7 separate regions of the Mus musculus genome follow, and all the other regions are linked to region 4. A link is a contact called in public HiChIP or PLAC-seq and promoter capture Hi-C data. All regions are on one chromosome and are shown on one strand. Each heading gives the region's core, a stretch centred on a gene start, on an enhancer-like site or on the middle of the called end of the contact. The rest is flanking DNA. Distances are from core to core; before and after follow the strand shown.

Region 1 (3,228 bases), core at 526-3,025, 930 kb after region 4:
ATTGGTCTGTGAGCAAGAAAAATATAATGATCTTTAGGAATAGAGATTGAGTTCATTCCTAGGGCAGGGCTCCAAATCCACTTCCCACAGGGGGGTCCTAGGGTGGGGCTCCAAATCCAACCCCACTTCGGTGGTCTGAGTACAGGTGAAGGAGACCGCCAACACACCCACACTTTGATCTAAAGCCAGAGACCAGCACTGAAGAGGCAGACTTGGCACTTTTCTCCTGTTCACATTTTAGAATTACATTTGAATTTTAAGCCTTTGTGACTAAGTCACTAAGTATCAGTTGTGAGGACTCAATAAGATCACATTATAAAACACTTAGGGTAGTGCTTAGCCTATTAAGGGTCAGTTTTGCTATGGCTCTCTTTAATTTTGCTATGCTCCCAGTTGGGGGAAGGGTTAAAGTATGGAGAATGATACACACACAGGCTTTTCTGCATAATCCCGAGGATGGAATCCTGTAGGTTTCCTATTACAACACTCTGGAGCCATCTGAGATCCTCAAGATTCGCCTGAGAAAGAGTTAAAGATGCTTCTGGGCAGGGGGATGGGCGTTAGATGGGAGGCCAGGTTGGCTTTGCAAATAATCCGAATGGATGACAGCTGTCTCCGCAGGATGATGGAAAAGCCCACTCAGCCTCCTAAATCTCTTCCACCGTGTCATTCTCCCTGAAATTCCATCTTTAGAAATAATTCCTTTAGATTAGTAAAGCTCCCAGGAGGATAGCAGGACTCCTGCGAGGTTTATTTTCTCTTACTGGGCATCTCCTGACCCCAAGGAGTTATACAATTTAAAGGCTCAAGGAGGTAGTTCGCTCAAGGGCTCTAATTTTTTTATAGAAGATAGCCTGAGGGCCTGCTAACAGTTCTTGCCTTCAAAACTAGGAAGGCTCCAGAAGAGTGGTGAGCTATTTACCTGGAAGGAGAGATCTCTAAGACAAAAGTGGACACAGTATGGGACAGACAATGGAACTGGAAGGAAAGCCAGGGAGACCTCCTTTCTTCTGCCTATACCGCCTACTGTGTCATAGGTTGAAGCCTAGCCCTTTACTAGGAAATTGATTAGTTTCCCGAAGCTGGGGACGGCAGGAAGAGGGTGGGAGTTCTTCCCTGGTTCAGAGGACTGTGGATCACGTAGGGATTGCTGAAGGCTACTTGTTGGGACTGCTTGCTTCCCCTCCCAGGCGCTGGGGCAGAAAAGAAACAAGAATGAGCAGAGGAGGCTGAAGCTGCAGAAGAGGCGCCTCTACCACTCCTGGCTGCCAGGGTCTGTCCTGGTCTGCGTGCACCGCCCGAGATAAAGAAGCGCTGGTGATAGGCACCTGGCATCTAGGACCCAAAGGATAAGCCAGTTCTTGCCTGCTAGGGTGCCGAGCAATGGATACACGCCCCTGCCGCGCGAGTGCGCCCTCTTGACTGCCATGCAGGCTGCACCCCAGCACCCCCAAATCATCATGTATCAGCCCGAGAACCCAGGAATGAAGAAGACGACGGCTCTGCGAAGCGCACACAGTGCAGTGGAGGCACGCCGGCGGTCTGCGGGGGTTCTCACTGCAGGCGGTGGGTCTCGGGACCCAGAGGGGGGCTTGAAGAGGCTGTGCGGGGGACGAGAGACTCACCTCTGAAGGACTCAGGGATCCGCTGAGACTGGACATGGCTGGACTGCCGTTTGTCAGACATAGTGCTGGAGTCAGAGTCGCTCAAAAACTCGTCAGTTCCCAAAGCCGGAGCTTTACTGAGAGCCGTTAGCAACGAAGGGGCTCAAGCTCTGGTGCAGTCCCGCCCCCAGCTGGCGGCCCGCCCAATAGGTGCCCGGGAATGGAGGAGAAGACACGCCTCTCCCGCCCTCAGAGTGCGTGACCGGAGGGGGCGTGGCCTGAAGGGGGTGTTGGCAGGCAGATACTAGGAGGGTAAGACAGTGAGGCCAGAATGCTTAAGGCCCTGCCAGAGTCTCGCTCCAGCTTCCAGTGGGTTGATCCGAGGAGAAGCTGTGAGAACAGGGCGGGGCTGAGGAGCGGTGCAAGGCATCCTGTGATTCCAGGCATTAGTGAGGGGGAAGGCGTCCTCTTGTAGTGGGGGTCTTGCAGATTGAGGGGCGTGCTGAGGGTGCTGAGTATAGCCTGGTACATCGGGTAGGCAGTGAGAGGAAGGAGTTCGCGTCAATGCTCTTGCCCCAAAGAAGACCAATTTCCAGGCGGTACATTACTTTTTTCAGACAAAATTAACTTACGGAGCGCTTGGCCTCTAGCAGGCGAGGGCCTCCCAGTTGATGCAGTGGGCAGAGGTGGACACAGTGCCAGCCCTCGTGAAGTTTGTATTATACCACAAACAAACAAGCTAAGGGTGTTTCGAAAGCAACAGCACGGAGCCCATTTGATTAATCAAAACCGAAAGGCTTCTTTCTATAAATAAGGATGTGGCCCGTGAAAAATGTCCCCTGAAAGAGCCAACCTTGGAATGGGGGCAGACTTATTCATGAGAGGTGAAAGGTCGGGCCTGGATTCTAAAATTACATTTTACAGTGTCCAGGCTCTGGAGGAAGCACTTGCCAGAACCCTCCCAGTCTCAAGTTGCCTCCCTTGCAGTTTGTAACTGAAAACCTCATGTTTGAAAAATCACTGCTGGTTTTTTTTTTTGTTTGTTTGTTTTTGTTTTTGTTTTTCTCCCTGGACTGTCCCAATGCAAACTGTTCAGGGAAATATTAAGGTACACAAAATAAACTTTTAAAAGGCATTTTATTTTGAATAAACATAGAATCACAGAAAGCTGAAAAGACATTATAGTGGTCACAAGGACCCTCTATTCATGTTACTCCTATAGTTAAATCTGTTTTATGTGCAGTCTCAAAATAGGAAATTGGCCCTGACAGAATAAGTATTCAAATATGCCATTTTATCACATGTATATACATTCTTATAAACACAGTTATAAAGATACAGAGCTAGTTCATCACTGCTGAGAGCTCCCTCTTGGAAACATTCTCTCTCTCTCTCTCTCTCTCTCTCTCTCTCTCTCTCTCTCTGACACACACACACACACACACACAGTATTTGCTGTGTAATTCCAGATGCCTTGTGGTGGTTCCCTCTCATGAAATGCTGTCCCTTGACTTTATAGCTCTGGAACACTGATATTGTCCAGAAGAAAGCAGGAAAGTGACAGTGGGAAGGATCAAGTCGACCTTTGCTTGAGGGTGAAGGTTCTAGAATTTTAAGCTTTGTG
Region 2 (3,283 bases), core at 540-3,039, 940 kb before region 4:
TATAGAGAGATCTTGTCTCAAAAAACCAAACCAAACCAAACTAAACCAAACAAAAAAACCAAATGCTGGGGAAATGACCTTAAGGCAGGTAAGTTTTATAAAACAGAAACAAACAAACAAAGCCAAAAAAAAAAAAAAAAATCCAAGAAAACTAAAAAGGCCTAGCCTGTGAAAAAAGACCAGAACACTTTCTACTCTAATAAGGAGTATCTTTCCAGTTTTACAAGCTCTTGGCATGTCAAAGGTAATGTGTTTCTCAAGCTGCCCCTCAGTAGATCTCTGCACTGACTCCAGAGGGGCCGGGAGGGAGGGGAAAACTGCTGCTACAAGATTGAAAGGAACTCCACATCAGCTGAACCTGCTGCTGGGAAGGGCTTGGCTTGCATTGCTACAAAGGATTCAACTAAATGTTGCAAACCAGAGTTAGTTATGTAGCATTCACACTGTTGTGCACAAACCATTTCTAGAACGTTCTTTCCATCTCTTAAAACTCTGTATCCACTGAGGCAGCCTACTTGACTCAGGCACTTGATAAAATATGTTTCATCTCCTGTCTATTCCAGATACACTCCACTCCAAAAGTTTCAGTGTTCCTCCCTATGGTGTCTCTGTCTCAGACAATACTTTGGAAACAAGCAGGGAATGGATTCCTATTAGGTTTCTAAGTTCTTCAGTAAACTGCTCCTAGAACTCTGCTACTGTGCTAAGTTAAGGGTCTCAGAGGCAGATGGAAGTCTAGTCCTTCCTAAGCCTGTAGATGCTGGCCTGGTTAAACAGAGCAGCTCCAAACAGCCCTGGAGGCCACCCAGGGTTTCTGGAAAGAGCAAAGAGTTGTGGAGACCTGCGCAAACCACTGCCTAGATCCTGAGATGGGCCTTCACCGTGAAAGCAGTAGCTCCTGACACTTTATTAGGTTTGGTGACACTTGTCAGAACTGAGACCAGACTGTGATCGGGCCACTGGTAATGGTGCCCGGCCAGGGGAGTTTTACAGGGTCATGAGTCACCTTCCATGGCTCAGAGGTCCAGGCAAGGCCCGCCCTGCCTAAACAAACTCAGTTGGGAAGGAGAGAACAAGAACACAACATTGGCAGAGAGAGAGAGAGAGAGAGAGAGAGAGAGAGAGAGAGAGAGACAGACACACACACACACACACAGAGAGACAGACAGACAAATGACCAAGAAGTCAGTGTGACTTTCGGGCCCTGAACCAGAGGGCGGCCCGAGGGGGCAGAAGCAGAGTCAAAAAACACTGAGGCAAGGGAGGAGACAGAGGTAAAGACAAAGTCCAAAGGTTGTCACCACCAAAGATGCAAAGTATAAACTCCAGCTGACAAGAGGCCAGGTGAGGACAAAACAGGTGACAACGGTCTGACAAAGAGGCGAAACTCAGGGCAGCGAGGTTCTCCTTCGCGGCGTCGGTTCGTGCGTGGGTGGCTCGACCCGGAGGTCGCCCCGGGGGCGGATTCTCCAAGAGCTCCAGGCGGCGGTGCACCTGCCGCGGGGTGACCTTGGCCAAGAGGTCGCCCGGGAGGCCGCAGGACTCTAAGCCGGGGCGCCGGGGCTTCGGAGTCACTCGCGCCGTCCCGCATCACCGCCGTCGGAGGGAGAGCAGTGTCCCGTGTCGCGGCCACTCGTGACCCCGACCGCGACCTCCCGCGCGAGCGCCCAGCCTCCCCGCCCCGCAGTACCTTCAGACGGCTCCGCGCCCGTAGCTCCAGCCTACCGGAGCGTCCCCGTTGCCGTACCAAGGCCTTATTCTCCGCCGCCACCGCGGGGACAACTTCCGCCCGAGCCTCTCGTCCCTCGGATACGCTTTCTGATCCCGCCCTCGAAATTGCCAGTGCTTCCGGAGGCGTGTCGTCGACGCTGGGATGTGCGCATGCTCCAGGCGTGCTTTCGGGGCGGGTCTTCAGGAGAGCACGCGCAGGGTACTGGCGTCTGCGCAATGGTCTCGAAGAGTGAGATAATTTCGAGTTCGTAGCTCTGGAAGCCTTAGTGGAAGACTGACTCTTGCAATTTATACGCTCACCCCACCACCACCACCACCACCAAAAAAAAAAAAAAAAAAAAAAAGTAATAACATTTCAAGATGGCTTTAAGTTGGACTTAAATCCACTCGTACCTGCACCTGCTGAGTATCAGGATTGCAAGGATGTGTTCCCCATAGTTGGTGTAGGGTGGATACACAAGCTGGACCCGACACACATTTGTGTCTTAGGTCAGTTTCCCAGGTGTGCGCCTACTTCTTTTTTGTTTTTTTGTTTGTTTTGTTTTGTTTTCTTTCTCTCTCTCTCTCTTTTTTTTTTTTTTTTTGGTTTTTTCGAGACAGGGTTTCTCTGTATAGCTCTGGCTGTCCTGGAGCTCACTTTGTAGACCAGGCTGGCCTTGAACTCAGAAATCCGCCTGCCTCTGCCTCTGCCTCTGCCTCTGCCTCTGCCTCCCAAGTACTGGGATTAAAGGCTTGCGCCACCACCGCCCAGCTTGCACGCCTACTTCTTGGTTGGGCTCTGGAACTCAGCCGTATTTAGAGAGGAGGTTGGGACTCCCCGAGAGAATTATTCAAAGAAATTCTGGGAGGGCTGGAAAAATGGCTCAATAGTTAAGACTACTCATTTCTCTTCCAGGGGACCTGTGTTCAATTTCAAGCACCCAACTGGTGGCACACAGCCTCCCTAACTCCAGTTCCAGGTTATCTGTCTCCCTCTTCCGGCCTCCACTGACACCAGGCAGGCAAACAGTACCCAGACTTGTGTGCAGGCAAAACACACATACACATTAAAAAAAAAAATTTTTTTTTAGAAGTTCGGGGAAACAAAACGAAAGAAAACAAATACTGAAGCACAGAACTGGGAACAGGTGCGGAACATCTTGCTAGGGGAAAAAACGTGGGGATTAAGGGAATGGCTCAGTTGGTAAATCCTTTACAAAGCATTGCAACTTAAGGACCTGAATTCACTCCCAGAACCATATAAAAATAGCAGGTGTGGTGGCAGGATTTTAACGCCAGTGCTGTGGAGGCAGGGATCAGTGAGTTTCAGAATAACAGAGAACCTGCCTAAAAGGAGTGGCTGGCACTAGGGGTTTTCCTTTGACCAGCACAACCACATCTGCATGAACACACATACAAATACACATGCATATAAAAAAGAAAAAATTGGGGCTGGGGTTGGGGTCGGAGAGATGCCTCAGAGGTTAAGAGCACTGGCTGTTCTTCCAGAGGTCCTGAGTTCATTTCCCAGAACCCACATGGTGGCTCACAACCATCCATACTGGGATATGAT
Region 3 (3,578 bases), core at 677-3,176, 790 kb after region 4:
ATTTACTGATGGTTATATACTACTAAATGGGCAGGTAAGATTAAGCCAGAGTCTACTTCGACAGTACTTGTCCAACAGATATTAAACACCCATTATATGGCTAGCAAAACTACAGGCAACTTGCATGTCAAACCTGAGCTTTCTTTAATTCTAGTTAATCCTTAAAATGACCCTGAAATGTGGGCACAATTTATAAGGACACTGAGTCTGGGAGGTTAGCTAACTTGGTTAGGATCAATTCAGTAACTAACATGTAGGTATGGTTTGGGCGATTTTACTTGACCATGCACGAAAGCGTGTAGGCTAAGGTTTTGTGCCTTGGGTTCTGCCATTTCCTAGTTACACTGAATTCCCGAGATAATCGCCTGCTGCAGGGAAGGGAAAAGAGGAAGCTGCATTATTAATGGGTCAAATTTGTACTCAACAATCACATTTACATAAAAGGTAATTGAAACAACATGTCATGACCAGTAAACTTTCCAAGAATTTCCATACTTGGCTGTGCAGCCACCAAGAACATAGCTTTCTTCACAAATACGGAGGACATGCTACCACCACCTCTCCTCCAAGGAGCATTTGCCAGAGTAGCAGCTGACATGATAGATTTTGGGTCTTATCAGTTCTCACCCAGTGTGAATGGAGAGAAAATGGAATTCAGTTGTCTCCTCTCTGAACCGATCCAGTATTGTGTATCTCAGCCCTCGTGGAATGTACTGTAGTACAAAACATACCAGCCAGGATAGGGAGAAGCCATCATTTGTGTTCCATCATTACTCAGCTACAGGACAACTTCTGGCTTCGGTCCGTCCCTCGCCCCTTATTAAAAAAATGCGGAAAACTCTCAAAAGGCACTCGAAGCAAGCAAGCTATGTGTGAAGACACCTAAACCCGTGTCTGGCACACACTGGAGTTTTAGCGTTCCCGTTCCATCGTCTTTTCTCAAATTCTCGAGATGCCCAAACTTTTTCCCTTCGTTCTTTCTAGATGCTGTCTAGGTTCCAACCAGTGCAGGCTGGCCAGGGACTTTACAGGGATTCGGAGAACCTCGCGCACAGTCCCACACGCCCAATCCTCAGCCGGGACGACAGAGCGGTGGCTTACAAGGACACGGGAGCCAGCCCGAGACGCCGAAGCGCTGCCTTTTGTTGAGGCCCTGTAGGGTGGGACTGCCACGGCTGGGGGCTCGTGGGTGGCAGGCCGGCGCGCCACGCGTGGGGCAACACTGCGGGGGTGTTCTACAGCCGCGGGCAAAGGCGGCGAGACTCGGGCCTGCGGAGGCCGCGGCTGTGCCCCGCAGGTCGGACGGATGAGGTGGGAACACACCCTCCCTGCACGCCTCGGAGCCCGGCTGCGGGCAGGGAGCGCGAGCCGCCCGGGACGGCGCGGGCGACAGCTCGCCCCGCGGAGTCCTGTCAGGCCGGCGCCCTCCGCCGACCCCCGGGCTGGCCGCGGCCTGCGGGGCCCAGCCCGGGACGCCGCCCGCCTACCTCTCGGCTCGCCTCCGCCCCTTGGAAGGGCCGGGCTGGGAGGCTGGCTCCGGCGGCCCCTGCGGAAGGCCTTGGTTACCTGGGGGGTTGCTGGTGGCTGGGCAGCTTTCCGGACGGGAGGGGGACGTCAGGACGAGGAAGCGGAGGGCGGACGCGGCGGGAGGGAGGCCGGAATCCGTCAGCCGAGGCCCTGGCAGGTAGGCGGGCTGGCCGGAGGTTGCAGACACTCGGGTGGCAGTCGCGGTGGCGGCGGCGGCTGCTCCTGCGGCTCCCTCAGGATCTTCCTCGGGCTGGCCCAAGATGGCGGCGCTCCCTGCACAGGGTTTCCTGTCACCCTCGCAATGGGCCGGACCACAAAAGAAGGGGGGAGGATGCGCGCGCAGCCAGCGGAGCCCGGAAGAGGGTGGTGGAGACTAACCTGACGGCCACGCCCCTTCGTCAGTTCGCCCCTCCGGAGTAGACCCGCCTCGGCCTCGGCCCGCCCCCACTGGTCCTCACGCCTGAAGGAGGCGGGGAAAGGAGCCTGCGCAAGCGTAGTCGTGTGCCACGCCTCCCGGCGGAGTTACTGCGCAGGTTCGCACGCTGTTTTCTAAGGGTTGACAGTGTCTGTCCAGAATTGTCGCCGTTAGAGACCTAACTATTTTTAATACGCGTAACTGCTTATCACTGGGCCGCCTCTGTATACCGGCTTCTGGAACACACACGTATTTACTGCATTTATTCAACATTTACAGACCAATTGGAGACTAGTAGGAACAAGGCTGGCCAACACCCAGAGACGCTTCTCGTGCCATCAGAGGCAAAAGGGTGGTTCACATTGACCAACCCATTTGTATAATCATGTAGCTAGGAGGTGGCCCTTTCTTGTGTTTCATCTTTGTCTAGCTTAACCTTGCTTTGCGGACACCAGCAACAGGAAGAGGGAAACTTGACATTTTTACTCCCACCTTCCCAAGACACTTCCCACTCCCACCTTCCCAAGACACCTTGGTGAAAGCAACAGTTTCACTTTCTTGGTCTTTCGTCTTTTTGCCTTGTAGAACCTGGATGTGGATTTACTTATCTTACATTTACGTTTATCTTACATTTCCTTTTTTTATCTTATTATTTATTTGACATTTACGTTATTTATCTTACATTTACGTTTAATTTATATTTTACAATTACATTGCCACAAGGATGGATATGTTAATAACGCAAAGCAAAGCAATTTTTTTTTTCAGCATAGAAGTTGACCTTTTTTCTCCTGATTTTTTTTGAGGAGTGGAGTGGGGTTCAATACAGGATTTCAGTATGTACTTCTGGTTCCCCTGGAACTCACTATGTGAATCAGGGTGGCCTCTAACTTGCAGAGATTTGCCAGTCTCTGTATTCCCGTGTTATGGTTAAAGACATGCACCATCACACCCAGGTTTCCCCCCATGATTTTAAAGGATTTGGTACATATCTTGTGTGTCTCTGAAGGGACTATGGACTGTAACCATTATCCCTACCATGCCTAGTGGATAAAATGGCCCTTTCCAGAACCCCCAAAGAAAAGTCGCAATTCTAAGCGTTTAAAACCTTTCGTTGTAAACTGGTTCTGCCTTAGGAAAGTGAGATGTCATTAGAAAAATACATAGCAGTTTGAAAATCTCTTGTTTTGATAAATACATGATACAGACAACAGTTTTATACATGTCATTTACTTTCTCAGGTCCTCAGACTTTTCTCCAAAGTAAGGATGTGATATCTAATTCCTATCTTTCTTGTTAAAATTAAATAGACAATGCATACAAAATTCCTGGCATATAATACCTTGAATGGGGACTATTATTATTTGATAAGCATAAGGTACTCTCTTCCAGTCCTGGAGGTCAGTGGTTTAATTCATTGTGGTGGTTTAAATAAGAATGGGCCCCATATGACATATATAAGATAGAAATTGGTGCCATGGACTGGGGTGTTGTGTGACAGTCATGACCATTCCATTTGTTGGAGGAATATGGAAACAACTGGGACTTTGGACTAGAAAAAGCATTGGAGATTTTAAGTGGGGCTTAATATGCCATCCTGGTAGGAACATGGAAGACAGTGCCGAGGGCAATTTGA
Region 4 (3,445 bases), core at 468-2,967:
AAAAAATGTGATCCCAGTTTGTGTTGCCCATAAATTCTTGAGTGTGGCGCCATCCGTTGGAGATGGTTGACCTGCCATGCCCTTAAGGTAAACCAACTCTTCCTCCCCCAGTAGCCAGCAATTGTCCATAACTCGTCTAGGAACTGGGCTTGTGAGCTCCTCTTGCTTCCATTCTGGAATGTTGACTGGCTTCATCTTGTGCGTTTCTTTTTTTGGGGGGGGGGGTTGGGGTTTTGAGACAGGGTTTCTCTGTATATCCCTGGCTGTTCTGGAACTCACTTTGTAGACCAGGCTGGCCTTGAACTCAGAAATCCATCTGCTTCTCCCTCCCGAGTGCTGGGATTAAAGGCATGTGCCACCATGCCCGGCTATCTTGTGCATTTCTTGTACAGGTAACCAGAGGTAGTGTGAATTCATGAATGCAGAGAAGGTATTGTTTCTTCTGGGCCTCTGGCTGTTACAATCTTTCTGTTCCCAATTTCAATGGTGGTCTCTGAGCCTTTCAGTGAAGGTGCTATGTATCCTGTTGCAGGGTATTTGATCACACTGTGAACCCCACGGTTGTGTTACTGAAAAAACCTGTTTTTAGTTGTGGTGTGGCTCAGCCCTTAGCTCACACCTTTAATCCCTCTGGTTGGAATACAGATGTGCCCTTAGTACACACCTTTAATCGCAAACAATGAAGGTAAAGTTAGTTGGTAAATGGAAGCAAGCAGCCATGTTTGAAAGTGATGTCTAATTGAATGACAAAGTGATGCATCAGAAAAAGATTTGACAGAATAGGATATACCCAACTCTCAAGAGAAGAGGGAAGGAGGCAGTTTTACAAGGAGAGTTTGATACAGACAGGTTGAAGAGAGAACAAGCTAGACACAGGTGAAGATAGAATGAGCCAAAGAAAAAGAACCAGGGGATTAGAACAGGTTGCTTAAATTAGAATGAAGCCTAGCAGAGCAATTCTGTCAGAAACTGAGTGGAGCCAGATTGAATCAGTCAGCTTGGAGAAAAGTTTGAGCCAGAATCGCCAGTCCGAGATCAGAAAGTACTAGAAAGGATGATCGTATTCAGCAGCAAACATTTCAGGCTGAAAACATTCTAGGCTTTGATTAGATTCAATGGAGGCTGAAAAATTCCAGGACTAGGTCTAGGTTAGCAGACTGAGATAGTAAGCCTCCAGACGACAATTACTACAGAACGACAGGAGAATAAGTTACAATTACAGTGTCCTACTGTGGCTGAGCACTCGATGGACATTTCATCTGTGCACCATGGCCACTTGTGAGAGTTTCTGTATTAACCATTGTCCACTGCAGTAAAAAAACAAAACAAAATAAAACAAAAAAATACCCAAACTTCTCTGATTAGGTGTGAGAGCGTCACTAATCTGGGTTTAGATAGTAATTTAAAAAGCAGTTTGATACTATGTCCATGTAGCAAATAATAGTTGCAGTGAACTCTTCTTTCTGATATGGCGGTTAAGATGAAGACTTTTCCCTGTAAAAGTAAGACGTAGCTTACAGAGATCCTTACACTTGAAGGTAAACAGAAGTTGGTTAACCTGCTCCAGAAACGGCCAAGGGCAGCACGCATGCGCAACCACCCACCAGTTCCCGCCCCTTGTCCCGCCCCCGGGAGGCAGCGACTTCTCGTTCCTGGCTCTGGGGCTTGCGCACTGCGTCCCCAGCCAAAGGCGTCTTGCAGATCGGGGACTTCCGGTACGCGGGGTACGGTTCCGGGTCGTGGCGCGGCTCTGGGTAACAGGGCTGCTGTTGCCGGCCGGCGGCGGCGGGGTCATGAGGGCGTGCCCGGGGCGCCAGGGCCGAGTGGGCCGGTAGGACTGCCGAGGACTTCGTAGGCGCTGGGTTCGGTGCAGGGGCCGGGAGGCGTGGGGGAGTCGGGACCTCCCTCAGGGACGTGTCCCGGGCGAGGCGGCCTGTAGTGTGGGAGCAGCTTCAGGTAAAGGTTGCCCCAGCCGTCGCCCCCTCGCCCGCGGGACCCTCCGACCTCTCAGCACCCCGCTGCCGTCGCTGCCCAGCGGCGCCCGTTGGGGCTGTGCTCGGTGGCCTGGGAACATCGGTTTCCTTGCTCTTCCTGAGCCTGACAGCTGGGTGTGTGACTTAGGTGAGGAGAGACTTTGGACCTGGTTGTGCGGGGGCGGGGGAGGGGGCAGTCCTTGGCTCTGGCGGTTTCGGGTCTCGGAACTCTGCAAGGTCCGGTGCCCAAGTTCCATCCTGTGAAATCAACTTTTCAAAGCATTGCCAGGGCAGTCCTGAAACGGTCCCACTGATTGTTTATATCCCGAGAGCGCTGCGGGGAACTTGGAGTCCGTTTTTCTGTTTATGGGAGTGACAAGGAATGGTGAAGTTGCGGGGGCCGTGGGGGGGGGGTTGGGAAGAAGAAAAGATTATAGTTTAAAGAAGTGTATAACTCAAGCCAGAAGCTCTAAGATGAAACAGGGACCTCACAATTTGTTACAGCTTCCAATGAATGACCGCAGTATTTGAAACTGTCACTGTTCCCAACTCTGTGCAAAGCACCATGTTTATTACAAACCCCCAAAGGGCCGAGTTCAAAACCTTCCCAGGTGTAAACAGGAACGTGTACAGACACATCAGTTGATGAGGTCGGCCTTCGCAGGACTCACAGAAAGGATGGGTCCCTATTGTGCACAACCACCAGGGCAGAAATAAAGTGCGTTACTCCTATGTTTAGGAGCCACCCAAGCTGCAGTGACAAATCTTGCTCAATGCTATTTGCCCCCATCTTTTTCAGTCACACCCCTTCAAGCTTACTGGACGCTAGGGAGGGGCATGCCAGGTGTCCCTTTCCTTTAAGCTTTGCTCATATCTGCCTTCTGCTACTAAATGTGAATAGTGCCTGCGACGCCTCTATAATCTTGTGGCTCTCTGCTAGTGTTTAACAGCTAACCTTTTAAAAGTCCCTGCTATGGGCCTTTCTTCTGGATAAGTAGGATCTCACATCATTTTTGATTTGTTCTCACATAAACTTTTTTTTTTCCTCACCCTGTCCTGCCTAGACACTTCCTATGTTTTGATTTCTATTGCTAATGCTTCCCATGGTCCAACTGATGGTGGTCTCACTCAGCCAATTAAGGACAATCCCAGCTTTGAATGAGTGATTCATTGACCCTCCCATTTTTAAGAATTATTTTAAATATGTATGTGTGTCCATGTGGGATTTGTTTGTGTACATGTGAGGGCAGTTGCCTACAGTGGTCAGAAGAGCCAAAGAGCGTGTCAGATCCCCTAGGACTGGAGCCGTTGGTGCTGTGAGCGGCACATTGTAGGTGCTGGGAACTGAACTTGGGTACTGCACAAGAGCAGTGCTGGTTCTTAATTGCTGAACCATTTCTCCATCCCCTGGGAATGATTTCTTCCGGAAAACCCTATAAGCGCCCCTTATTTACAGTCCCTTAGCAAGCATT
Region 5 (3,501 bases), core at 125-2,624, 700 kb after region 4:
AAAGTCCTTTCAAGGTTAAATAGATCTTTGCATAGAGTTTGCTTTCCAACAGCCAAAAATTGTGCTGCAAAGTTGCGGAGAAAGAGAGGACCATGCCCACCAGATCCAATAGTGCCTCCTGCTGGAAATGATCAGAACTTCCCATTAGGTCAAACGACCTCAGCTTCTACAAACAGGCTTCATGCTGCTTAAAAGGTTCCCCTTCATATTTAGCGTCACCACACCAGACGTTTGCATAATTCATACTGAACTGCATTTGTGCATTACTTATGTTTTCTTCAAACCGCCCTGAATTACTTAATGTCCAGCTCATTGCCAACTTTCCCAATCCTTCCTGGGGTTTGTACAAGCTGTTCTCTTTGCCAAGCAAACACCTGCCCTTGGTTAAACTCTTCTTTCAGAGTTAAGATGAAAGTTGACTTCTAAGAAGTCTTGCTTAATGATAAAAATTAGACTTATCAGCTACTGTTCTAAGTTCTTTCAAATCATTAAGGTTAACTGCTGGAAATGGGGACGATTATATGTTACATGAGAGTAGAAATTGAGGCAGAAAGGAAATTTGTAAAAGTGTTAGAAAAATGAGCCAGGAAGTTTGTGGTAAAGAAAGGAAACGTTAATGCCTGACTGGAGAACAAGGTAGTTAAGAAAGATGATGGAGAGGGTGCAGAGATGGCTCAGTGCTTAAGAGCATATAACTGCTCTTCCAGAGGCCCCAGGTTCGATTCCTCTACCCAAATGGCAGCTCACAAAGGTCTGTACCTGCAGTTATGTGGGATCTGATGCCCTCTTCTGGCCTCCGCAAGCACATGGTGCAGACAATTAGGAAATACAGTAGAAGGCTGCTCTTTGGGGCATGATCTGCTCAAGTCTCTGTAAATGCTTGCTTTAGTTCTTTTGTACTAACATAAGGGGCACTCTTGGACTGTGAATCCTAGGATCATATAGCTCAAGTGAATGGTCACTGGAGCCCAAGCAGTCTTGAGGTGCAGCCACGTCCGGCTCGATCAGTTTCCAAGTATGACAATTTGCCTCCAAAATAGTCGCGTAAAGGATAGTGTGCATCGAGACACGGGAGAGCTCAAGGCCTGCCTTCCATCATCCCAAGATCGAATGCTGTGAACATCTCCATACTGGTTCCTCCGGTTGTTGCCTTAGGGAGAGGAACGTAAGCCTTCCCCCATTGCTTCAGTGGAAAAAATCTCTCCTCACAGACTCGGCGCCCAGAGGGCTGACCACAGCCCGCCAGGTTCATACCCGGAAGCTTCGCACCCCCAAATTGAGCGCGCGCAGAGGCGGCAAGGGTGGCGGGAAGCGCCTCCGCCCCGTCCCGTCCACTAGTCCGTGTCGGGGGCGTGGCGATAACAAGCCCCGCCCACACCAAGCTGGCCCTCTCGGCAACCGGCACAACACAACAAAATGGCTGCTGTGCTGTCGGTCTCCTGAGGGGAAGTATCCCGGCGTCTCCGCCTCGCCCCTCCCGCTAGGCCGTTCCTTCCCGTGCTGAGGCGGTGAGTGTACTTCGGCGTCCGGACCGAGCCTGGGTGGCGGGCGGCAAAGGCCGGAAAGCCCTGGTCCAGCGTGAGGTGTGCCGGCTCCGGACGCATTCGGGGCGGGGGAGTGTGCTTGGAAAGGGGATTGGACGGGAAGGAGGAGGGCCGGGGCCGGCGTGGGCAGGGGAGGGAGGGCAGGGGAGGAGAGGCGTGCACAGCCTAGGTCGGGGCGCTGCTGAGTCGCAAAGTTGGGGTGCGGCGCTTAGAAGGATGAGGTTCCCGCAGAGAGGGAAGAGTGCCGGGGTGTGTCACCGTCTGCGGGATAACTGCGATGGAGATGGGCTGGCGGTCCTGAGGGCTCTGCTGTTTAACCTCAGTTCTGTGACTCTGAGCTTGTTCCTTTTTTCCTTTTTGAAGCATGTGTGGATGATGGGGGTGGGGGGACGGACACGGGACACATATCGTGATGCGCATATGGAGGGCAAAGGACAACTTTGTGGAGTCGGGTTTTCTCCACTTTTCCGTGGGCTACAGATACAGAACTTAGAACGTCAAATTAGCACAGAAAATGCCCTTACCCACCGAGCCATCTCACTGGGGCTCTGGGCATGTCCCTTAACCACTTCCTAGATGTCTTAGTTAAGGTTTCCATTGCTGTGGTAAGACATTGTGACAGAAAGCAACTCCGGGAGGAAAGGGTTTATTTGGCTCCCATGTCTCTGGTTGCAGTGCATTCTATATCACTAGACAATTCAATTATTTTGTATCCTACATCATAGTCTTCTCTTAAAAAATCTGAAATTATAAACCATCTAGAATTATTCTTATCAAATCCTCATTAAATTATTATGAGGTCCTATGTTACTTCCCCTGATTAGTAAATTATTACTTCTAAGTAATGATTCCTATAGAATTAGGGAAGTATTCAGTGGGTTCCAGAAACCTGGATCACTGAAAGATTAAGTGATGGTTCCACACCCCTGCTTCCCTCCCTGAGTTGCCATAGCTCCTGTGAAGTCTGCATGTAGAAACACACACTATCTCATAGGCTGACCCTCTCAGTGAATCAGGGTTCTGAGAATGGACAGCACTTATGGACAGAAATAGAATCTGCAAGGACAGCTTCGTTGGTTGCAGATGAGCATTTGTCTTATTTGAAGATGGTCTGATACCACACTCAGCTAGTTTTTTCAAAAGTATATTGTTAAACTGGGCTTTCAGTTTCGTTTTGTACATGAAGGTAGTATTTGGCTATAGGGAAACTCAAGGCCAAAGGAAAGCAGCCTCAGGCCAAATTCAACTTATATAAAGATTTGTATGCAACATTCTATTACAATATCCTTTTCTGATACCAACTTGTCATTGGATTGAAAACTACTTAATATACTATCTCACTAAATATTTTTTTTCCTAAAAATTAGCTGTACGTTTGAGAACTGAGGGTCTACATTAGGTTGCCCAAGGTGATGTTTAAAGGGAACAAAAAGGAATTGTGGAGGAGCGCTGACATTTAGAGGAAGTAGAGGAACATGAGCCAGCAAAGGAGGCCATGGAGTAGAACAGGGTTATGTCAGTAGAGCATGGTGTCCCAGACCAGCTTCTGGGAGGATAGAGTGCTTACAAGTGTTGGTTGTCAAATATTCCTGTATGTGACCTTGTATGGAAAGGACCTGTGAAAAGTTTGAGCTGATAAACTGAGAAAAGAAGTAACTAGGGACACTCTGAGCTGAGCATGTGTCAATGACAGGCCTTCCAGGTCTCCTTCTGTGGAGGCTGATCAGAGGTTAAGGAAGCACTGGTCCATAAGCTTGGAGAAGTGTGGGCAGAGTCTATTCCATAGCCTTCCCGTTGACAGCATATGATCTGATAGCTCTAGAGAGAATGTAACACTCTCAGTAGCTGTGGAGACTTAGCCTTGTTAAAGACCTCGGAAACTCTTACAGGTTTTGATGGCCACCTGGTTTTATTCTTGCAATGAAGAAAGGTTCTGAACGAAGGCTCTCCAAAGCAA
Region 6 (3,716 bases), core at 1,157-3,656, 770 kb before region 4:
CCACCCTTTTCCAGCATGCTGCAAGAAAGAAGGCTGTCTGGGCCTGACTCCTTCAGTCAGCCACTTCAACGAAGAGCTGTCTAGGAAGCTGTAGCTTCCTAGACAGATTGATTCTCCAGCTAAGAAAAATTGTAAGGGCAAAATTCCCGTATGGAACGGTTTAGGAAGAAGGACACCCATTTCTCTTTACCAGAGAAGAAAAGTGGCGCAAGGAGCCAGCCAGGGTGGAGATCTCCCGCCTGCATCGCAGCCAGGGTCCAGCACCCACCTCCCTGCTCCAGGAACCCCAGACGCTCTTGAACTGGGGAAACACAGTCAGGCTTGGCTCTCTAAAGCAATGCCTTTCTTGGAAAATATATTCTTGTCCCCACTTCAGGCTTTAGAGGGGCCAAGCCCTCTCCCAGGACAAACATCGTATCGACCGACCAGTCCGCCCCGGGCTTTGTCTTGTACCCCAATTCAGTCACTCTGCGCAGGTTTCCGGGACAACAGATGGCACCTAGGGGCACCCCACCACTGTCGGCTGGAAGGAGATGATTCGCCCCAGCCCGGAGACACGCAGCCCTTTGAGCCATCGGAGCTGCCGGGCCCAGTGGAGCGCAGAGCCGGCCGCAGGGCGGCGTGGGCCCTTCCCGGCAGGGACCGGCCGGGCTGGAGTGCTGGTCCATGGCGGGGAAAGAGAGGAGGGCGAGAGGCGCTTACTGTTGGTAGTCTTGTTTGCAGTACAGTTTCCGATCCCGGAAGTAGCAGCTGGTGGTGAGGGCTTGCTGACATGCCGCGCACTGCAAACACTCCTCGTGCCAGGACGACTCGTTGACTCGCATCAGGAAGCGGTCGGAGATGGGCCGCTGGCAGCCCTCGCAGACGGCGGGATGCGGGCAGTCGGAGCCTGCAGCGCACAGGGCGAGAGCCGGGCCGTCAGCGCCGCTTGGCCCAGCCCCGGAGCGCCTCCCGTCGCCTGAGGACCCCAGCCGGCGAGCCAGAGACCCGGCAGCCCTAGACAGCACGCTCCTTTCCGTAAGCTGGGGCGCCGTGAGGCCGAGGGCCTGCAGCCTTGGCTGGGCGCTGCGCTCTCCCCGCTCGCGGAGATCCAGCGGATGGTGTTATTACCAACGAGAAGGAGCTCCGCGCGGGGTGGCCGGCTGGAACCCAACCAGCGAGGTGAGGCCAGGACACTCGCTGGCTGACACGCCCCACGATGCTGTTGGAACCTTCTACCCCAAGAACCGCGGTTGGGATAGACCCGGGGATAGTTTTCTCTTCTAAAAGCTCCCCTTCCCCAGGTGACCTGGCCTCTCTCCCGGGCTCTAAGGAGACAACTTGGTTCTCCAGCATCCCTGCCACCCGCTTCCCACCCCAGCTCAGTCCAGTGTAGCAGCACTAGAACCCAGACCCGGAGAGGACGGTGTGAGTGACGGCTGAGGCTGTTCAGTCCTCTGTCTAGGTGACGTCCCTGAACGTTTTCCCCTCAGGGAGCTCTGTCTCGGTGTGCTTGTTACCCCTCCGGTGGTCATTCCAGGGGTCCGGACCCCCTCCCCACGTCCTGAAAACCTATTTTCTTTATTCTTTGCCCCTCACGCCGGTATCCACAGCGGCACGACGGACAACCCTACCCCCTGACCCGCACTATTCGAGCGTTGCGACCCAGCACTCACCCAGCAGCACCCCCAGGGTGGCGGGCCCGGGGCGAAGGGCGTGCTCCTCCATCTTGATGCCGTCCAACATCTTGATGCCGTCCAACATCTTGGCGCAGTCCGTCTGCCCGCGAGGGAAGCACCTCTCCAGCGACTCGGGACCTGTTGCTATATCCATGGGACGCCCGGCGCGCTGCGGACCCCGCCGGCTGGGCCGCTCACCCTCCGGCCCGTCCGCCCGCTCCGCTGCAGCCGGGGAGGCGCGGCGCCCGCGGGGTCGGGGCCGCCCGCTGCCCCGGGGCGAGCGTGGAGCGGCGGCGCGCTGGCCCCGGGCCCCGGCGTCGTGCGGGAGGGCCCGGGCGGCTGGCAGCCCCGCGCGCCGCTCTCTACCGGCTACTCGCAGCCACGCGCACTCGCTGCTCGCCTGTCACCTGCTTGTCAGCCCCGGGTCCCGGCTGCAGCAGCGGGCGGCACGCGGAGCCGCCCGGAGGAGTAGGAGGAGGCGGCGGCGGCGGCGGCGGGCGGGGGAGGGGGCGGGGGTGCAGGGGCGGCCCCGCGGGCTGGGGGGGCGCGGGCGTCGCAGCAGGGTCCCGGGCGGGGCGCAGCAGGCCGCGGGGCTCCAGGCGCGCTCCCCGCACTACTCCAGTGCCATGGTGCGCCCGAGGAGCCGCTCGGTTTAGAGCTGGGGCTGGCGGCGGAGGGATACTCCGGCCCCGAGCCGCCTCACCCCTCCTCAAACTTCCTGACATTTGAACTCATTGGTGCGCCTCGTATCACTGCGCCGGGATGAGCCGGCTGCTCCACGTCAAATAGTGCCGTCGCCTCCCCCCCTCCCTGCGGGAGGGCTCCCTTAGCCCCCGTCCTGCACCCCGTGCCGCGCCCTGAATCCAGGCGACCATCCTGTCCACCATTGGCAGAAGTTTGGTTAGCCATCGAAACAAATCCTGTGCCCCACCCCTCTTGAAAAATTGATTTGGGAGTTGGGGAAATCAGGCTTTCTTTTTTTTCTTTCTTGCCTTTTTTATTATTAATATTTTTGTTGTTTTTTTTTTAAGCTCCAGCGCTCAGAGGAGTGGCCCCAAGCGAGGCCAGACTGTGAGGACGGCGGGGAACGCAGCGACTTCTCCAGGGGACAGCGCCAGGCGGGAGCGGCTGGCCCAAACCCGGACTCGTAGTCTAAGGTAGGTCGCAGGGTCTGAGTTGGTGTCCCCTCGGGAGGCGGGGCCTGCACCGGACAGCCTGGTGTGCTGAGAGGGCTCCTAGGGTCGAGGGATGGGGAACATCAAATGTAAGCAAGAACCGCTGGCCCCGGACTCGCCAAAGGGAACCCTGACCTGGGGAGGGGGTGTAAGGGCTGTAGTTTGAGTAAGTAGTCCCAAAAAGCCCAGGCCTGGCAGAAATAGGGCGGGGGAATGAGTTGAGGGGGCTCTCATAGCCAGAATGGGAGATCTTGGGTGAAAGAGGACGGTCAGGCCCGGGTTGAGACCAAGAGAGTGTTAAGAGGGTCAACAGGGCTCGGAAAGATATCTTGTTCCCGGCCGGGGTCAGTGGGCGAAGGCTGGGCCTCCCAAGGCTTGGAGTATGAGGGGCAGGTAAGAAGTGGTGTCCTCAAGATCTAGGGGTGGAGGCCTGGAACGGCATGGGTACAGTCGTTCTAAGGAAATCTGTGTGACCTCTGAAATCGGTGCCCTTTCATTGTGGCTAAGGGACCTGGCCAGGGTTAGAGACTGAGCGCTGGCCACCCTTGGCAAAGTGGGCCTCGACAGCGGGCAACGCAAGGCCAGCGGCACGCAGCTGGAGACTCCTGGGTGCATCCGGCCAGACATCCGCGAGAAAACTAGAAGACGTCGCATCGGGAAACAGGGTACCTTCGGCCCCACCACTCCCGCGCGGGTTTCGTCCTGGAATAGCAGGAGGGATGGTGCGGTCCCAGGGCAGGAGTTAACAGCCCCTGCGAGCTGCTGCTGGGCGGCCCTGGCCCCTCCGGCTGTGGAGCAGCGGCGCGAAGCCGGGAGGGGATGGAGGGCTCGGAGGGCGGGTCCCCTGACCCCGCTAGAGGCGAGAGGGCGGATCAGATTTGGA
Region 7 (3,585 bases), core at 279-2,778, 980 kb before region 4:
GCCTCTATTCCTTCCACCTCTAGCAACCCTGGTCTCTTCTTGGAATATGCCTGCCTTTAGAATAGTTTCAACTTTGGCCTAGTGTTCAAGATCTTTCAGGAACCAAGCCTAATCAACCTTTCCTACGCCTCCTCTCCCATCTTACCCCTCCTCGGCCAGGAAGCTGCACTAATCACTAACTCCATAGGATCCTTTTTTCCCTATCTGAATCCTACTCCCCTTTAACACACAGTTCAAGTACCACCCTTCGCTGACCTATACCTCTCCTGCTGAATTCCACGGGACGTGGCCTTGTGTCACAGACATCACCTAGTCACAGGCAATGTCTGAACACCCACTGTAAAGCCTTGGAGACTCACTGTACCTTCAACTCCTTTCGTCCACCACTCAACTGCATTTTGACTTTTACTAAGCAAGCACTCTACTATTTTTTTTAAACTTCCTACACTAAGTTTGGCGTTAGCATAAAGGAAGGATGGGGGAGGGTGAAACCTCTGGAGTCAGAGACCAACTAAGAAGCTGTTGCAATAATCCAGATGTGAAGCAAAAACAGCCTAGACTAGGGAACAAAGAGAGAATGGGCAAATACGGACAGCAAAATGTTTGCATGCAAAACGCTCCACGGGAAAACTACGGACGGCAGCAAGGAACGATGAAGGATCAGTAAAGCTATTTCCAAGAAAACCCTTCTGGGAATCATTTTAAACCTCCCCGAGGCAAAGTGCACGAAGTGGTTAAAAAGTCTACATCTGGAGTGGAGGGGGAGACATCGGTAGAACTGCCCAGCGTGTTGAACCAGGCATAGACCTTGCAATGTCAGATATTCACAGCATGAGAGGTCTGTAGGGAGTTCATCTAAACTCTCAGTTCTTACATGGAGAAACTGAGGCCCAGCATGGAATGGGAAAGACTTGCTGAAAACCTCAAGATGGGGCGTCCCAGAATTGAGTAGCCCCCTAACAGTCACCTGGCCTAGGCGAGCAGTATTTTAACACGCCCCCTCCCCAGTCCGTCCTCAGCCCTGCGCCAGTGGCCACGCAGACCACCCAGGCCAAGCTTAACACGCGCCGCCTGTTTACCTGGCACACGGCGATGGCCAGAGGCAGCGGCTCCTGGGCAGCCTCCCGCTGACCCCCGCAAACCGGGCCTGGCTCTCCGGGGACAACGGTCACTAAGACCCCTCGGTACGGGAGGGAGAGCGAGCCGCCCGGGGCGGAGGCTGGAGGGGTGCAGGGCAGCTGCCCCGGGTCGCCACCCCTCGGGGCCAAGCGCCTGGCCTCCGGCAGGTGCCCGGGCCTCAAGACCCCGCCCGGCCGGCCCCGACACTGACCAGGCAGCCTCTCCCCCGTCCCGCCGCGCTCACGGGGGAGGTCGGACAGCCGCCCCACGGGTCGCCCCGACCCTGCCGCCTCTGCCCGCAGCCCGCCAGCCTCACCTGGGCCGCGCGCCGCGTTCACATCGCCCGCCCGCGGCGCCCCCTCCGCCGCCGCCGCCGCCGGCGCCAGGCCCTTCCCCGCCGCTCCCGCTGCCGCCCCTGCCCGCGCCCCCCGCCCCCGGAAGCGCTTCCAGGCCCCGCCCCCTCGGCGCCCGCGCTTCCGGGCAGGCGCGGACCCGGGCGGGTGTCGATATGGCCGGACTTCTCGCGGCGGGCCGGTCGGAATCCCAGCTCCTGGCTAGTGCTGCAGGCCGACCAGTAGACGGGCGGGTAGCTGAACAGCAACCCGGGTTTGGAGCCTGAAATCCCGACTCTGCGGCCCGTGGCCTTCCGCCCGCCTTCTCCTTGGCTCCACCTGCTGGCCGGAGCAGGACTCGACCGTGTGCACCCGGACCCTAAGCCTGTGGAAAGCCCCACACCTACGACCTGCTAAGCCATGCTTTTTAAGTTCTTTATTTCTATTTTTATTATTTTAGGGTCTTGCCTTGAGACAAGGTCTTAAAAAACAGAATTCCACTATATATATAAGGTTGGCCTTCAACTCAAACAGATCTGTGTACCCAGGATTACACTACAAGTGTGAGTCCCCATGCCCAACTACCTGGGCAGCTTTTCTCTTCTGCAAAAAGAAGGCTATCTGGCTTTAAAACAAGATCCCAGCCGGGCAGTGGTGGCACACGCCTTTAATCCCAGCACTTGGGAAGCAGAGGCAGGCAGATTTCTGAGTTCAAGGCCAGCCTGGTCTACAGAGTGAGTTCCAGGACAGCCAGGTCTATAGAAAAACCCTGTCTCGAAAAACCAAATAATAATAATACAAGAACCCACAGGCTGGAGAGATGGCTCAGCAGTTAAGACTGCTGACTGGGATAGCATTTGAAATGTAAATGAAGACAATATCTAATTTAAAAAGACAGCTGACTGTTTAGGTTCAATTCTCAGCACCACATGTCAGGCCTCAATCTGTCTATAACTCCTGTTTTAGAGATCCAACGCCCTTTTCTGGCCTCTCCCAACACTAAGCATGTACGTGGTACCCACACATACATGGAGACAAAACACCCAGCACATACAATAAAAAGGAACAGCTAAAAAGAAGAAGAAAAAGCAAAACAAAACAGACTACCTCGGGCAGGAAGTCTGGGCTTGTTCACAATGTCCACAGCAATGAGATTCTGTTTCCCTGTGAACCCAGCCTGGGGGCTCATCTTTTTTTTTTTTTTTTTTTTTTTTTGTTTTTCGAGACAGGGTTTCTCTGTGTAGCTCTGCTGTCCTGGAACTCACTCTGTAGACCAGGCTGGCCTCGAACTCAGAAATCCACCTGCCTCTGCCTCCCGAGTGCTGGGATTAAAGGCGTGCGTCACCACACCCGGCTGGGGCTCATCATTTTAACTGATTCTTATTGAATGTGTGGGTAACAATCTGGTTTCTCGACGGTGACAGTGCTTGCATGTGTTAAGGACAATGGAGTCTAAAATGTTAAGGATTTGGCCTTCCTGCCAAATGTCTTAAAGGACTGACCATCTATCTACCCTTACTATTTCATACCAGACCACTTGGGCGTCTTTTGTTTGTTTGTTTGTTTGTTTTTCAAGGCAGGGTTTCTCTGTATAGACCTGGCTGTCCTGGAACTCACTCTGTAGACCAGGCTGGCCTCGAACTCAGAAATCCACCTGCCTCTGCCTCCCAAGTGCTGAGATTAAAGGCGTGCACCACCACTGCCCGGCTCACCCTGCAGTCTTATATGACCAGACCGATATCTATGTGGGCAAATGTTGGCGTCCTTAGAGGGCACACAGGACTTTCTCATCAGGATGGACACCTGCTGTGTTCCATCCACCTGCCTCCTACATAAGCAGTAGTAGACCAGCAGGGGGAGCCTGACTCTTAACAGATCCAAGATGTCCACTTACTTCTAGAACCTCACATTATGTGAGAGTTCCTTCACAATGCTGACTCTGGGGAGGAGTTGAATGAACACAAACTTACACACACACACACACACACACACACACACACACACACACACACTTAGCCAGATAGCTCTCTCTTCTTTGGAGGCCTACCTCTGGCACACACACTCACCGCCTGTGTGATGGAGACAGGTGGTAATTCTGACCTGGAGCTTCTCTTCTGTTAAATGGTAATGCTGG

What was found. Promoter capture Hi-C pulls out the DNA fragments that hold promoters and counts their contacts. HiChIP or PLAC-seq counts read pairs in DNA pulled down with a chosen protein or histone mark.
Region 1: a contact with region 4 is called in a promoter capture Hi-C map of erythroid cells, with 4 times the contacts expected there. The contact joins the promoter of Stom here to the promoter of Mapkap1 in region 4. A contact is called at or near these places in 1 of 39 promoter capture datasets (erythroid cells) and 1 of 115 datasets of contacts at active chromatin or transcription factors (pancreatic cancer cells).
Region 2: a contact with region 4 is called in a promoter capture Hi-C map of liver, with 3 times the contacts expected there. The contact joins the promoter of Zbtb43 here to the promoter of Mapkap1 in region 4. A contact is called at or near these places in 6 of 39 promoter capture datasets (the 3T3-L1 cell line, hematopoietic stem and progenitor cells, hippocampal neurons and 2 more), 1 of 484 Hi-C or Micro-C datasets (Th1 cells) and 2 of 115 datasets of contacts at active chromatin or transcription factors (astrocytes and large pre-B cells).
Region 3: a promoter capture Hi-C map of liver shows a contact between it and region 4, with 2.6 times the contacts expected there. The contact joins the promoter of Rab14 here to the promoter of Mapkap1 in region 4. A contact is called at or near these places in 3 of 39 promoter capture datasets (cranial neural crest, liver and pre-B cells).
Region 5: a contact with region 4 is called in a promoter capture Hi-C map of erythroid cells, with 5 times the contacts expected there. The contact joins the promoter of Cntrl here to the promoter of Mapkap1 in region 4. A contact is called at or near these places in 2 of 39 promoter capture datasets (erythroid cells and pre-B cells).
Region 6: a contact with region 4 is called in an H3K27ac HiChIP or PLAC-seq map of microglia, with 5 times the contacts expected there. The contact joins the promoter of C130021I20Rik here to the promoter of Mapkap1 in region 4. A contact is called at or near these places in 2 of 39 promoter capture datasets (hippocampal neurons and liver) and 1 of 115 datasets of contacts at active chromatin or transcription factors (microglia).
Region 7: a promoter capture Hi-C map of liver shows a contact between it and region 4, with 4 times the contacts expected there. The contact joins the promoter of Zbtb34 here to the promoter of Mapkap1 in region 4. A contact is called at or near these places in 4 of 39 promoter capture datasets (hippocampal neurons, liver and pre-B cells), 1 of 115 datasets of contacts at active chromatin or transcription factors (astrocytes) and 1 of 9 other capture datasets (adipose tissue).

Annotation. Positions count from the first base shown.
Region 1 is chr2:35,335,234-35,338,461 of GRCm38.p6, forward strand. Stom (stomatin) reads right to left here and starts at 1,776. Exons shown (of 7, transcript NM_013515.2): 1 at 1,626-1,776. The coding sequence starts at 1,686.
Region 2 is chr2:33,466,743-33,470,025 of GRCm38.p6, forward strand. It overlaps Zbtb43 (zinc finger and BTB domain containing 43), which reads right to left and starts at 1,790. Exons shown (of 3, transcript NM_001025594.1): 1 at 1,691-1,790.
Region 3 is chr2:35,199,194-35,202,771 of GRCm38.p6, forward strand. It overlaps Rab14 (RAB14, member RAS oncogene family), which reads right to left and starts at 1,927. Exons shown (of 8, transcript NM_026697.4): 1 at 1,567-1,927.
Region 4 is chr2:34,405,134-34,408,578 of GRCm38.p6, forward strand. It overlaps Mapkap1 (mitogen-activated protein kinase associated protein 1), which reads left to right and starts at 1,718. Exons shown (of 12, transcript NM_177345.4): 1 at 1,718-2,121.
Region 5 is chr2:35,108,122-35,111,622 of GRCm38.p6, forward strand. It overlaps Cntrl (centriolin), which reads left to right and starts at 1,375. Exons shown (of 44, transcript NM_001379274.1): 1 at 1,375-1,508; 2 at 3,434-3,501. The coding sequence starts at 3,465.
Region 6 is chr2:33,638,787-33,642,502 of GRCm38.p6, forward strand. C130021I20Rik (Riken cDNA C130021I20 gene) reads left to right here and starts at 2,407. Exons shown (of 3, transcript NR_046275.1): 1 at 2,407-2,558; 2 at 2,690-2,815; 3 at 3,341-3,716. It overlaps Lmx1b (LIM homeobox transcription factor 1 beta), which reads right to left and starts at 2,312. Exons shown (of 8, transcript NM_010725.3): 1 at 1,656-2,312; 2 at 703-889. The coding sequence starts at 1,812. Gm39790 (a long non-coding RNA gene) reads left to right here and starts at 875. Exons shown (of 3, transcript XR_866136.3): 1 at 875-1,161; 2 at 1,284-1,444; 3 at 1,593-1,685.
Region 7 is chr2:33,429,796-33,433,380 of GRCm38.p6, forward strand. Zbtb34 (zinc finger and BTB domain containing 34) reads right to left here and starts at 1,529. Exons shown (of 3, transcript NM_001085507.1): 1 at 1,436-1,529.